Linked DNA regions of Macaca mulatta: region 1 is linked to region 2. The links are chromatin contacts, called in public Hi-C maps. All regions are on one chromosome and are shown on one strand. Each heading gives the region's core, a stretch centred on a gene start, on an enhancer-like site or on the middle of the called end of the contact. The rest is flanking DNA. Distances are from core to core; before and after follow the strand shown.

Region 1 (6,360 bases), core at 2,480-4,979, 160 kb after region 2:
CTCCTACCGAAACCACAGCTGGGGGTGGTGGAGTCCCCGATTCCCAAGTCAAGGCCCCCTCCTCCGCTTCTCCATGGGACAGGACTTCAGTTTGTATGTTTGCTACTCAGCGATCCCACCGCATGGATGAGTTCAGTCTGAATCATCCTTCCTCCAGGAGCCAGTGGGAAGGAAGGTGGCGCTTATGGCAGAAAGGAAAAGCAAGATTTCCCCCCAATCCGGCTGGGAACCAGCTCCTCCGTAACTTCTGGGCGGAAGGCATTCCTTCTTGCTCTGGATGGTGGCTTTTCTTTACCTGGATTGAAGTAGACACTGGGGCCTCTCACCTTTTAACTTAACAAGGAGATCCATAAACCCCATTGCTGAGAGAGTTAATGGCACAGAACGTTCCTTCAAGTGACGTTTCAAAGGAACATGTACAAGTGCCTTTGACCCCTAAGTCCACAGCTGCCTAAAACTGATTTTTAAAACACTTGGATGTGAAGGCTGCCAAGTGACCAGGGCAGGCAGTGGATTTCAGTTTACTTCTATCCAGCCCCTGGAGAGCCATGGGAAGTGGACTGCATGAGGATTCCAGAGCGTTTATGTGGCAATTCCTTTTTCTGCCACACGTTGGGTCCTTCATGGGCACCTGACAGAATGTGAAGCAGTGGAGTGTGCAGTGGGAAGGGACAGAGGTCAAGGACTTGGCCATGCCTAAGCCTGAGACTTCCTTGCCTCTCTTGGTAGGGGTGAATCTGGAGCTGGCAAGACAGAGAACACCAAGAAGGTCATCCAGTATCTGGCGTACGTGGCGTCCTCGCACAAGAGCAAGAAGGACCAGGTGAGCGCTGTGGTCCTCGTCCCCGCGGCCACTTGCTGGGCCTTGGTGGGATGATGGAGGAAGAGCACTTAGTGGTCGTGGCTTCAGCTTTACATGAGGATGCTTTGGGGAATGAAGCAGAGGCTGGGCCCATTTCCATTGAGGCGATGGCATGGCCTGTCCTGGGAGTGGTCCGGCGATAGCAAGCCCATTCTGTCCTTGGCCTCCTAGCCTTCTGAGTTGCTGTGGAAACTGATGAGGTCCTGGAGTTTGCGTAGCAGCCCTCTTGGCGTTTGCAGCTCATTGCTGTGTGTCCCCCCGCTTCTGAGGCTGGAAGGCAGATTCCAAGACTTGGTCCTCAAGTTGATGGAGGCTGTGTTTGAATCCATTTCTTTCCCCTGATGTTGAAATGCCTCTGGGTGGGCCGGGCGCGGTGGCTCACACCTGTAATCCCAGCACTTTGGGAGGCCGAGGTGGGCGGATCACAAGGTCAGGAGATCGAGACCATCCTGGCCAACATGTTGAAACCCCGTCTCTACTAAAAATACAAAAAATTAGCCGGGCGTGGTGGCGGGCGCCTGTAGTCCCAGCTACTCGGGAGGCTGAGGCAGGAGAATGGCGTGAACCCGGGAGGCGGAGCTTGCAGCGAGCCCAGATCACGCCATTGCACTCCAGCCTGGGTGACAGAGTGAGACCCCGTCTCAAAAAAAAAAAAAAAAGAAATGCCTCTGGGCAGACAGCCACCCAACCCCACCACCCCAGCGAAGAGAGAAAGGGCAATTGGAAAGTCATCTCACCTCCATTTTTTTCCTCTCCCTTTTGATGGATTATGGTTGAACCAGCAGCGTCCTCGCTAGGTGAGCTGCACGTTTTACTGCACGTTCTGCACTGGGAATGCGTGTTCTGCCCATCGTGTGCCCTTGAATTCTGTATTTTGTTCTAAGCAGCTTTTCACCCCACACTTGTCACTTTCTGCAGCTAGAGCTCTTCTTTTAGGCTCAGCTCACTGACTGTCTTGGGAGGAGGGGCTGGGTGTGGCACACAGTGACCTCCTGTGCACTCTGAAGTGACAGTCCCTGCAGAATGGAGATGGGCCTCACACCTAGTTGTTCTCAGAAACTCCAGTCACGCCCAGATTTCCCCACAGCGCACTATAGCTGTCATGTCCCATGCAGAACTTGACCCCGGCACGGTGGGCGGGGACTCCGCTCTCACGGAGCCCTCCATGCTCTGTGGTCCAGACCAGATGCAGATGGCCGGCGGCCCTCGCCCGCCACCGCCGTGCCAGTCAGAAGCAGTGCTGGGGAGTTCTCATGTTGGAGTTTTTCAGAGGTTGGGGTGATCAGACAAGCATGGCTGTGGGACGCTGTCTCTCAAGCACACTCTTAAACTCCCCTGTGAAACCTAAGTGCCAGTGGTGTTCCTTGAAGCCGTCAGGGGGAGCTTGGTCGCTCCCAGCGGCGGCTCCACCTTACTGGCGTGCCGTGTGCGGCGTTCGTAAGTAAGGAGGGGTGTGAGTCTGCATGCAGGTCTGGGGTGTGGCCTGCAGAATGGCCTAATGAGTACAGTCTTCTGGAACCCAACCAAAAGTAACTTTTCATGTGCCAAGCTTCTCAAGACATTTGGAATCTTTTTCCATGGGGTGTCAGGAGTTATATTTAGAAACTAATAAAGTTTCTTTTCTTCTCTCTCCCTCTCCCCCTGTCTCCGTATCTCCCTCTCTCCCTGTCTCCCTCCCCTACCCCCCATTTTGCATTCTTTTTAGGAGGCCTATTTTAAAAACAAAGCTGTGAGGTTAGGAGTTCTCTAGCCGTGGTTTTCCATCTCCGAATTTGCAGTAAAATCCTTTTCCCGAGTATTTATTGACTGCCTAGTACATGACTGGTTCTTGGGAGGGTGACACTGGAGTCCCTGTCCTGGAAGACAGAAGACAGGACACAGAGAGCAGTGAAATAGCTCATATGCCTTACATCGGGGGTTCCTGTTGTAGAGGGGAAGGCAGCACTCAGCAAAGACAGCAGGCTGGGGTTGGGGGTGACAGTGGGAGCCATGCTGTCAAAATGCAGACTTTGCTAGGCACCCTGTCCCTGCCCTGAGCCCACTAGAATGAGGGAATAGGTTGCCCCAGGGTTCCAGTCACAGCTCAGGCTGTTAGTGTGAAAGGCCATTGGCCGGTTTGGTTGATTTCCTTGCCTGAAGCTGTGCTGTGATTTTCCACAGGCAGCCGGAGCATGGAACACCCTTGAACTTGGTTTGGGAGCCAGCAGTCTCTCGCTTGCAGTGGCCAAGTTGACCCTCCCAATACCAGCAGAGGGGTTGTTCCAGACCTCACCTTGCTGTGGGGAGGCCAGGTTTGGCCTGGGCTGCGGGTTGGCAAAGCAGAGCTTGGTCCAAGGAGCTTTCCGGGCAGATGCCCGGAGCCTAAATGGTGACCTTTGCCTCTCCCTGGTCTGTTATTTGTGTTCTTGTTGGGGCTCACTGGCAGAAACACCACCCAGTGAAGCCCTTCAGAAACCAATGGGTAACCCCTAACCTTAGACAGTACCATGTCACTTCATGTTATGCAGATTTCATTGAAAAATTAAAATCTCTTCTGTGCCCAATTAGATGTCAGTAGAGGAAAAGCCATAGGTTAGTCATCACTGTTGTCAGCAGGGAACACGGCTCTGGAATCTGAAGTGGCTGCTCCCGACTTGGCCCTGCGGCCCCACTTTCCACGGCAACAGCGTGTGGTCCCAAACAGAGGCCTCAGTTTGCCTCCAAGCCAGGGCAAGCACAGGCCCTGGAGGGGGCCGCGCTCCCTTCTGTCTGCGGGAACGGGAGCGGTTCAGCCAGCCTGGCAGCCTGGCCTGTGCTGTGAGAGGAACGGCGTAGTGGGTGTGGGAGCCATTCTCATCCAAATCTGGCTCCGTGGGCTGCCTCAGCCGACTTCCTAGGCCCGCCCGAGGCCTGTGGGTGGAAACCCGGTGTCCAGTTACCACTGGTGCCCAGCGCACATGTAGAGCCTGCTCTGTGGGCTTGACCCCTGCCCTCTGACCTGGCCCCGCTGACCCTCCTTCAGGGGCGGGCACTAGGGCAATGCCCTCACTTGTCTGGATGGTTCACAAGCAGAAGGCTTCCTAGCCCTGGGTTGGGGGGTCCTGGCCTAGGAGGACTGCCAGAGGAGGAGGCTCTACTCTGTCCCTTGTGGTCTCAGGTGGGCTTCCAGTCTGGCTTGGCTAGACTCCAGAGTGTCCCCGGTGCTCTGCAGATGAGTCTCGTCTATGGCAGGTGTGCTTGTAAGGCCAGGGTCCGTGGCTGTCCTGGGAGCTCCTATTCCTCCCAGTTTTCCTTGTCATCACTCACAGGCGGCTGCTGTTCCCGGAAAACCCTGGCTTGACTCCAGTCTTTAATAAATACAAAGCCTGGCCTGGCCCTTGTGTGATGTTCTTTCCCCCAGAGGGCACTCAGGCATTAAGGGGAACCAGCTCCCTAGTTTCCTCAGTCAGCATTAGTTATTCCCTGGTTGCATGGGCCTGCTGCACAGGTGCGAAGACAGGGCAGTGGCCGACGGGTTAGGTAGGGGACTGGAGTTCTGCCAGCCCGCTCTGCTGATTGACAGCTGGATGACCTTGAGCACGTCATTCCTCTCCCTTGGCCTCAGCTTCCTCTTCTGTGAAATGGGGCCGCTCTGTCCTGCCCCCTGAGTATGGTGAGGGTGTAGGGATAAGAAGGCACAAGGGTGCATTTTGTCTACCACAAAGCACCCCTGGAGTGCACAGCAGGATTTAGTGACATTCTCAGTAAACAGCTTGCAGCCCAAAGTGGGCCTCATGGATCCCGTGCTCATTGCCTGCCGTGGTGGGTTTTGGGTGCAGCAGTGGAGGGGCTGATACAGAAAGTGAAGCATTTATCAGGACACAGATTAGATGAGCGTGTATATTTTCCAGATCCAATCCCCTCATTTGCTTTTCCTATGAAAAGGAATAAAAATGTGAAGATTAGAGGCAAGGAGGTAGAGGGAAGCTGGTGTATACGGGGTGGAGACACTGTCCCAGGGTGTCTGTGCCGCCAGCTCGCTAGTTTGGGTGCTGCTTTCACATAGGTCCTCCAGGGCCAGATTCCTAGAGCTGAGGGAGCTTCCTGCCTGCCGTTTCCAGGGCCACGGAAGTAAGTTCAAACTGACCAAGGTTTCCAAAGCCTGGCGGGAAGGCCACACTTGGGTGATACCGGGACCTGGCTTTGGCTGGAGTGGCACACTGGCGCCCACCCGGAAACCTCTGTTTCTGGCATGTTGGACATGCTGACACGGCTCTGCCATCGTCCCCCTTCCAGGCAGGGCAGGCTCGGTAGCCCAGGTCGCTGCCCGGCCTTCACTGTGCCCCTGGGTTCCTTGCAGGGTGAGCTGGAGCGGCAGCTGCTGCAGGCCAACCCCATTCTGGAGGCCTTCGGGAACGCCAAGACCGTGAAGAATGACAACTCTTCCCGCTTCGTGAGTAGTGCGGTGGCGACCGGCTCTGGGGACAGAGGGCCCTGCCCGGAGCTTTGGCTCATGCTGCCTTCTCCTGGGTGCGCTCCCCTCAAAACCGAGGACGGTTCAGACTCAGTGCTATCTGGCCTGTTGTGTGGACTAGGACAGACCGAATGCCAGCTGGTGTGGACCTGCCCTGCCCCTCTTAAGGAAGAAGGCCACGAGTAGCTTCTTCAGCCTCCCCCATGAGAGGTGGAAAGGCCAGTGAGGGCACTGCCGACTCTGCCCCAGAGTGCTCTTCTGTCACCAGTAGCCAGTTAGTTCCCGGGTCAGGCAGAGAGGAACACTTCCAGATAACTGGTCTCTTTCCCCCTCTGCGAGGAACCTGGGTGTGGGATCGGCTTGTCTTAGGCTCGTGGCCTCAGGCAGTGTGGCACCTGAGTCCTGAGGGCCCGTGCGGTACGGGCATAGGGAGCCCCTGGCCTGGCACATGGGTCCTGTCTCTGGATTTTCTCCCTCCAAGCTGTGCCCACCGGAGGGGGCGTGGGGGCCTCTGGTCTCCCCCTTGCTCTCTAGCTCCCCATGTCAGGGGCACCCCTGATCTCTTGCTATCTTTTTTTACTTAGGGTAAATTCATTCGCATCAACTTTGATGTCAACGGCTACATTGTTGGAGCCAACATTGAGACTTGTATCCTTGTGGTTCATGGGGATAAGAGTTCTGGATCCGGAGGGGAGGCATGACCTCTATAGAGAAGAAGCTGCCTCCTGATTCCAGCACTTTCCCCCTGTGGGCCTGTTATGACACCTTGTCTGTGGAGCTGGGGGGACATTCAGGATTGGCTCAGTGCAAACTCAACACAGAGCTTAGGGCTTGCTTTCTTTACGGGCAGGATAACCACCTGCTTGAATGGGATGGAGCTGTTGAAAGCCGTCTAGTGTGGCTCCCAGAGGTGGGCGTTTGGGGGATGCTACTTTATCTCTCCCGCGTGCCAGCGTTTAGCCTTTGCATGTGGGAATGTTCTCGTTCCCATTACCTGTAAGAATGAGACAAGGCTCCCGAGGGTGTGAGCTCCTCTTGGACACAGCATGACCCTTGAAGGTGAGAA
Region 2 (6,212 bases), core at 2,308-4,807:
AAAGTGCTGGGATTACAGGCAGGAGCCGCCGTGCCCAGCCTACACCGCGTCATTTTGGAACAGTTGCTCACCCTTTGAGCCTCAGCATTCTCATCATTAAAATGACCCTACCCACAGCCAGGAGAGTGTGAGATAGTGTATACAGGTGTTTATATCATTCCTGACACGAAAAAGCACCCAGCATGTGACAGTGATCTTTTCCTTTTAACTCTGCAATGAGCCGAGGAGGAGGTTGCAGCGTTCCGCAGCACCTAGCACTGTGCCTTTCCCTTGGTAGGCCCTTAGCTGAGTTAACAGATGGATGCCATCGGGGTGAGACAGGAGAAGACATGCCAGGACATGGAGCTCGGTGGTGGTGCAGGCGGGCTGAGGGTTAGCGGAAAGAGACTGCACACGTACACACTCCCCAACTCCTGCCCTGAGTTCAGAGGGTCTTTATCCAAGGATAGGAGGTTCCAAATGGCTTCATGGAACACGACAGGCAGCACATCTTAGCGTGTCTTTTCCTCAGCCCCTCAGTTGGCTCAGTCACTGCCTTTTTCACACTCAGAACATTCCAGAAGAATGTACCAAGGCCCTGTGCACTTCCACGGAAGGCAGTGTTTACAGGCACTGGCCCCGCCTGATGTGTGAGCCAAACACAGGAGCAGCAGAGCCTCAGCCGCCTCCTTGGGGTCGAGGGAAGTCCCATTCCAGCTCAGGTTTCCTGTGGGCTCTAGTGGGGGGTTTATGTGTGTGTGTTTCAGCTCAACTTCAAAAAAATCCCCTTGATCAGTAATGACCAGACCTCCATTCACAGCACATCTGCTGTCTACCTGACACCAGCAGGGTCTGTGCGTGTTGAAGCATGTGTGGAGGTTTACATGAGTGAGATCATTATGGCCTTCATCTGGAGTTCCCTTTTTTTTTTTTTTTTTTTAATTTTTTTATGGAGATGAGGTCTTGCCATGAATTCCTGACCTCAAGCTGTCCTCCTGCCTTGGCCTCCCAAAGTGTTTGGGATTACAGGTGTGAGCCACTGTGCTTGTCCCTATCTGGAGTTCTTAAGGAACACTAAGTCCACTCTCTGAGCCTCTTCAGTGAACTTAGAGTCCTGCCATGAAAAAGGTTAGGCCATTTCTTATACAGTGGCATAAAGCGTTTATTTTAATTAAAGGAATAGGACCGTGTGCAGGTGGGAGCCGGCCGCTGAGCTCTGTGCTTCTGCCAAGAGGCTCCGGCTTTGAGGCGCTCCAGCTGCCTTTGCAGACCACTAGAGGGCACCAAAGAATGCCTGGGAAGGCCCTAGTGGCTTCAGGCGCTCCCTGGAGCCTCCTGGAGCAAACTTTTTCGGGCCCTGCTCTGCCTGGAGACAGGGTTTGCCACCCACATCAGCCTAGGGACAGATTTGAAGGGGCCTGAGGCACTAAGAAGGACAAGGACTGTGTCCTCTGACCTGCTGTGTTTGTCCCCAAAGTGCCCATGAGGAGTGGGGTGCGGGGCGTGCCACGTAAAGTTAGTGGGTGAGGGTGGGATGGTCTGGCCTGCGTGCCTTTCCTAACTACCATGTGCACGGGTTTTGAACATTCTAAATCTTACTGACTTCCAAGATGGTCTGCGGCAGGGCAGCACTGGGATATGTGAAGACCTGGTACGTTTGTGTGAATCTCTGCTCTTACTTTGTAGTGAACTTGTGTGTAAGAAAAGTCTGTGTTTATCTTGTTCTGTTTATTTTTATTTATTTATTTTGTTTTGGGGGCAGGGACAGAGTCTTGCTCTGTCGCCCAGGCTGGAGTGCAATGGCACAATCTCAACTCAGTGCAACCTCCGCCTCCCGGGTTCAAGCGATTCTCCTGCCTCAGCCTCCCGAGTAGCTGGGACTATAGGCATGCACCACCAGGCCTGGCTAATTTTTGTATTTTAGTAGAGATGGAGTTTCACCATGTTGGTCAGGCTGGTCTCGAACTCCTGACCTCAAGTGATCTGCCCGCTTCGGCTTCCCAAAGTACTAGGATTACAGGTGTGAGCCACAGCGCCCGGCCTATCTTGTTCTGTTTAAATGGTTTTCTCAAATGCCCACGAATGCCAGGCAGGGATCCCAGGCAGCAGAGACCTCACGATGCCAGTCTGGTGGGCCACAGCCTCATCTGCATTCCATGTAACCTATGCAGGTCCCTGAGGGAACTGAGTAAATGCTTCACAAACCAAGAATGTTGCCGTTGCCATCTGCCTGCAACCCGCCAATAAGCGTGAGGTCGTGTATGGCCAAGCCTCTCCTCCCACGCTGTCCAGTAGAAGTCCCTGAGTCTCTGGACCCTGTCACTCATCACGGCAGCAAGCTAACATGCTCTCGTGTGGCCTGTGTTGGACTTTTCCTTGTGCCCTCTGCAGCCACTGTTTTTTGAATGCCCACTGTATGCCAGGCACAATGCCAGGTTCCTACGCTTATTTGCCGGGTTGCTGTGCTGAGCCTTTACTCACATTATTTCATTCAGCTTTCATGCCCTCTAATGGAAGTGCCATTAGTATCTCCATCTTGCATCTGAGAACACTGAAGCTTAGTTGCTGAGGGTCATGCCCCAGCTCACCTGGCTGGTAGGAGTCGGATTGGGTCAGCCAGAACCTGAGCTCTGCTTTATTTATTTATTTATTTATTTATGAGACGGAGTCTCACTCTGTCACCCAGGCTGGAGTGCAGTGGTGCAATCTCCACTGACTCCAGCCTCCACCTCCCAGGTTCAAGCGATTCACTTCAGCCTCCCAAGTAGGTGGGATTACAGGCGCCCGCCACCACGCCCAACTAATTTTTGTATTTTTAGTAGATACGGGATTTCACCGTGTTGGCCAGGCTGGTCTCGAACTCCTGACCTCAAATGATCTTCCCGCCTCAGCCTCCCAAAATGCTGGGATTATAGGTGTGAGGCACCGCGCCCACCCTGAGCTCTGCTTTATGCTCAGATCTTTCTTCTTCTTTTTTTTTTTTTTTTTTGAGGCAGGGTCTCACTCTGTCACCCAGGCTGGAGTGCAGTGGCAGCATCACAGTTCACTGCAGCCTCAGTCTCCCAGGCTCAAGCGATCCTCCTGCCTCAGCCTCCCACGTACGTGAGGACAGGCATGCACCACCATGCCTGGCTAATTTTGGGGGGGGGAGTTTAGTAAACACAAGGTCTCACTGTATTGCCCAAGCTAGTCTGGAACTGTTGAACTCAAGCAATCCTCCAGCCTCAGTCTCCCAGAGGGCTGGGATTATAGATGTAAGCCACTGTGCCCAGCCTATACTTGTTGAATCTTTAATGTTCATCCCAAACCCTAAAGGTAGACATTACCCCCATTTTATGGAAAAGGACACTGAGGCTCAGAAAGGTGCTGTGACCTGGCCAAGGCCCCCTTGCGAGTGAGTGCAAAGCCAGGACTCGAACTGTCCCCCAGCTTCTGTCTCCCCCCGGGCCAGGCTTCCCCCGAGCTCCTCCCTGCCCCCAGCCCTGGCCTGCAGCTGCATGGGCTATTTTCATCTCTCCTGTCATTCCAGCAAAACCACTGGGCCAGTGAGTCAGTCTTGTGGTTAAGGGAGGAAGGGTACTGCTGGGAGCCCGCAATGGAAGAAGTTTCTTCAACGGGTGGCCACCGGGCCCTGCAGTACCCCTGCACTAAGGGAAGAGCCACGTTCCTCTAGGCCTGCCCATGGCTTTGGGAAATCAGTGCCCTGGATAAGCCACCAGCCTTCCCCACAAAGGCTTGGGAGTGGCAGTTGAGAAGCGTTCACTGCCAATTCACTTGGACCCCCTTGTCCTCCCCACCCAGGTGTCGGCGGTGCCCACTGTACTGGCCATGAAGAATGGGGACGTGGTGGACAAGTTTGTAGGCATCAAGGATGAGGATCAGTTGGAGGCCTTCCTGAAGAAGCTGATTGGCTGACAAGCAGGGGCGAGTCCTGGTTCCCTTGCCCGCGTGGGACCCCAGTAGAACTCAGCCCTTCCACGCCAGCCCTTCCTGCTGCCTCCCTCCTGTCTGGCCTCTGGGGCCTGTGCTTAGAGCCCGGGCTCCAGCCCTGAGTGCTTCTGAGCTGGTGGACTGCCCAGGGGCCATCAGAGGATGGTGCTGCTGCTGATCTGGGGTCCGCCGTCTTCCCTCCCACACGCATTTCATCCCTCCTCTAGGGCCTGTGGCAGTTCTCCCAGGATGCGTGGAGAGAGCCCGGGCCAGCCCACAGCGTTCCTGGTCAGGCAGCCACACGTTGGTCCTCATCTCTGGTCCCTTCCGATCTGAAGCCTCGTACCTGGCTCATCTCCACCTGCATTTCTCTTTCCTGCTGCTGTTTTGGAAAAAGAAAAAGAAAAAAGAAGCCCAAATTAGTGAGAATAATATCTAATTCTCTCATTTTTTGCAGGTCTGTGATAAAGAACTTAGTCATCCCTTCCACCTCCTACTGTGAAGAGCAACCCTGGGTCCCACACTGAAATCCCCTCTAGTCACCCATCCTCACCCCCCAGGGAGCCCCCTCCCACCTCACCTCCCAGGCAGTGGGGCAGAAAATGATTAATGGGCTGGGGAGCCCTGGAGAACCTTGACTCTGGAAGTCTCGAGGCACCTCCTTCGCTCCTTAGCTGGCCCATTGGTTTTCTGAGCCGGGGGCTGAACTGTGAACAAGTCAGACCAATAAAGCAAGGGTCTGCACCGTCTGCCATGTTGCATCTGTGTGGGCTCAGAGCACCTGTGACCCTTTCCCAGGGGGCTTGTCCACTGTCCCTGCATCCTCGCCTAACTCCACAGCACTCTCTCCAACCAGCCCCTCCTGTTCACTATCATGCTTGTCAGCTGTGGCTGCTATTCTGAGGATGCCACGTGCCAGTCCTCGTGCCCTTCTAAGGCAAGAGGCTGTTGTCCCCATTACCCCGATGAAGACACTGAGGCTCATGGGATGCAGAACTGGGGTTTCTATCCAGACGTGGTTGCCTCTGAAACCTGGGCTCCCATAGCTGAACCCTTTGACCCTTCTGAGGCCACCCCCGTCTGACGGGCTCCTGACTGCCCCAGCAAGTGCCTGGCCCTGTGGGGATCAGGCTCTCCTTCCCGTGGGTGCCTGCAGGAACTTCTGGGCCTTGGGACCAGACAACCTCTTTTGGCCCCCAGCTCCCCTTGGCCATAGAGGAGTGTGCCAAGGGAGCCAGGCTTGCCAGCCAAGAAAGCCTTCCGTCTGCCTCACTCCTGGGGCCAAGCTGTCAGGGCTCGGTTGCCCGGATGAGGCCCCAGCTTCCTGTGAGTCGGGTACTTGGTGGCAGGGGGGTCTGACAGCCTACCCCATGGCCCCAGGGATGCCATGGGGCTCGTATTGCTTGCTCTCAGAGGCTCACCCTGTTCCTGTGAGAACTGCCTGCGTTCTCTAGGGGACCACCCAAGGACTGCCTTGGGAAGGCTGCCGAGACTGAGGGAGGAGAGAGGCCCGTGGCCTCTGAAGGACCCCAGGCACCAGGGACTGTCACAGTCACATGGAGGCAACAAAACCAGCAACTGGTGTCAGTGGAGACAGAAGTTCATGGAGTGAACATCCTCCAAAGGCCAAAAGCCCTGGATAAGATGAGCAGGACCTGTCCAGGCTCAGGAGGCACCTCCCAGGCACCTGGCACTGTTCTGAGGGTTTCAGCTTACCACAGCCCCGCAGGGAGGCGTCGCCCTTCAGGTTCCACCTGAGACCTGCCCCAAGAGGTTGAGGAGCCTTCCCCAGTTCACAAAGCCCCTGAGAAGCTGAACTGGGATTCAAGGCCAGGCAGCCTTCCGCACCCACCCCCAGGCACCAACCTCACTACCTCCCTTCATCTGATAGAAGGTGGCATGTGTGTGATCTTCATCTCACAACAGGCAACAAGGCAGGTGGTGTCGGCTCATTTGACACAGTGGGAGCGGAGCAGATCAGAGGTTGAGTAACTCTTTCAATGACACCCAGTGAGCCCAGGGTGGGGCCAGAGCACAATGCTGGGGCGCCTTGACTCCTGAGTCTGGGCCCTTTCCACCGGACCCCACTGCCACTCCTTAAAAGGCACCGTTTGCCACGCACCTTCTACACACATTACCTCATCGAATTCCACTCTTGTGAGGCAAGTATTATTTCCATATCATAAGTGAAAAAACCAGTTCAGAGAAATTGACTTGCCCAAGGTCATGTCTGAAAAGTGATGATTTGAACCCAGTGGGGGTCTGGCCTCTCTGCCCGGGTGGGCGTGGAGAACTGTGGCAGA

The links. A called contact is a pair of places that touch in the nucleus more often than the background predicts.
Region 1: a contact with region 2 is called in a Hi-C map of fibroblasts, with 1.9 times the contacts expected there. The contact joins two enhancer-like sites. A contact is called at or near these places in 2 of 14 Hi-C or Micro-C datasets (cortical neurons and fibroblasts).

The regions. Positions count from the first base shown.
Region 1 is chr10:15,238,097-15,244,456 of T2T-MMU8v2.0, forward strand. MYH9 (myosin heavy chain 9) reads left to right here. Exons shown (of 41, transcript XR_013399116.1): 5 at 730-823; 6 at 5,181-5,273; 7 at 5,879-5,942. Among named protein-coding and RNA genes, the nearest start is that of MYH9, 66 kb to the left of the region's middle. Within about 2 kb of position 3,730, at least 5 of the 40 cell types and tissues checked have an H3K27ac peak or open chromatin away from gene starts, as enhancers often do.
Region 2 is chr10:15,082,819-15,089,030 of T2T-MMU8v2.0, forward strand. TXN2 (thioredoxin 2) reads left to right here. Exons shown (of 5, transcript XM_077949847.1): 4 at 3,781-3,903; 5 at 4,367-4,658. The coding sequence ends at 3,894. Among named protein-coding and RNA genes, the nearest start is that of TXN2, 16 kb to the left of the region's middle. Within about 2 kb of position 3,558, at least 8 of the 40 cell types and tissues checked have an H3K27ac peak or open chromatin away from gene starts, as enhancers often do.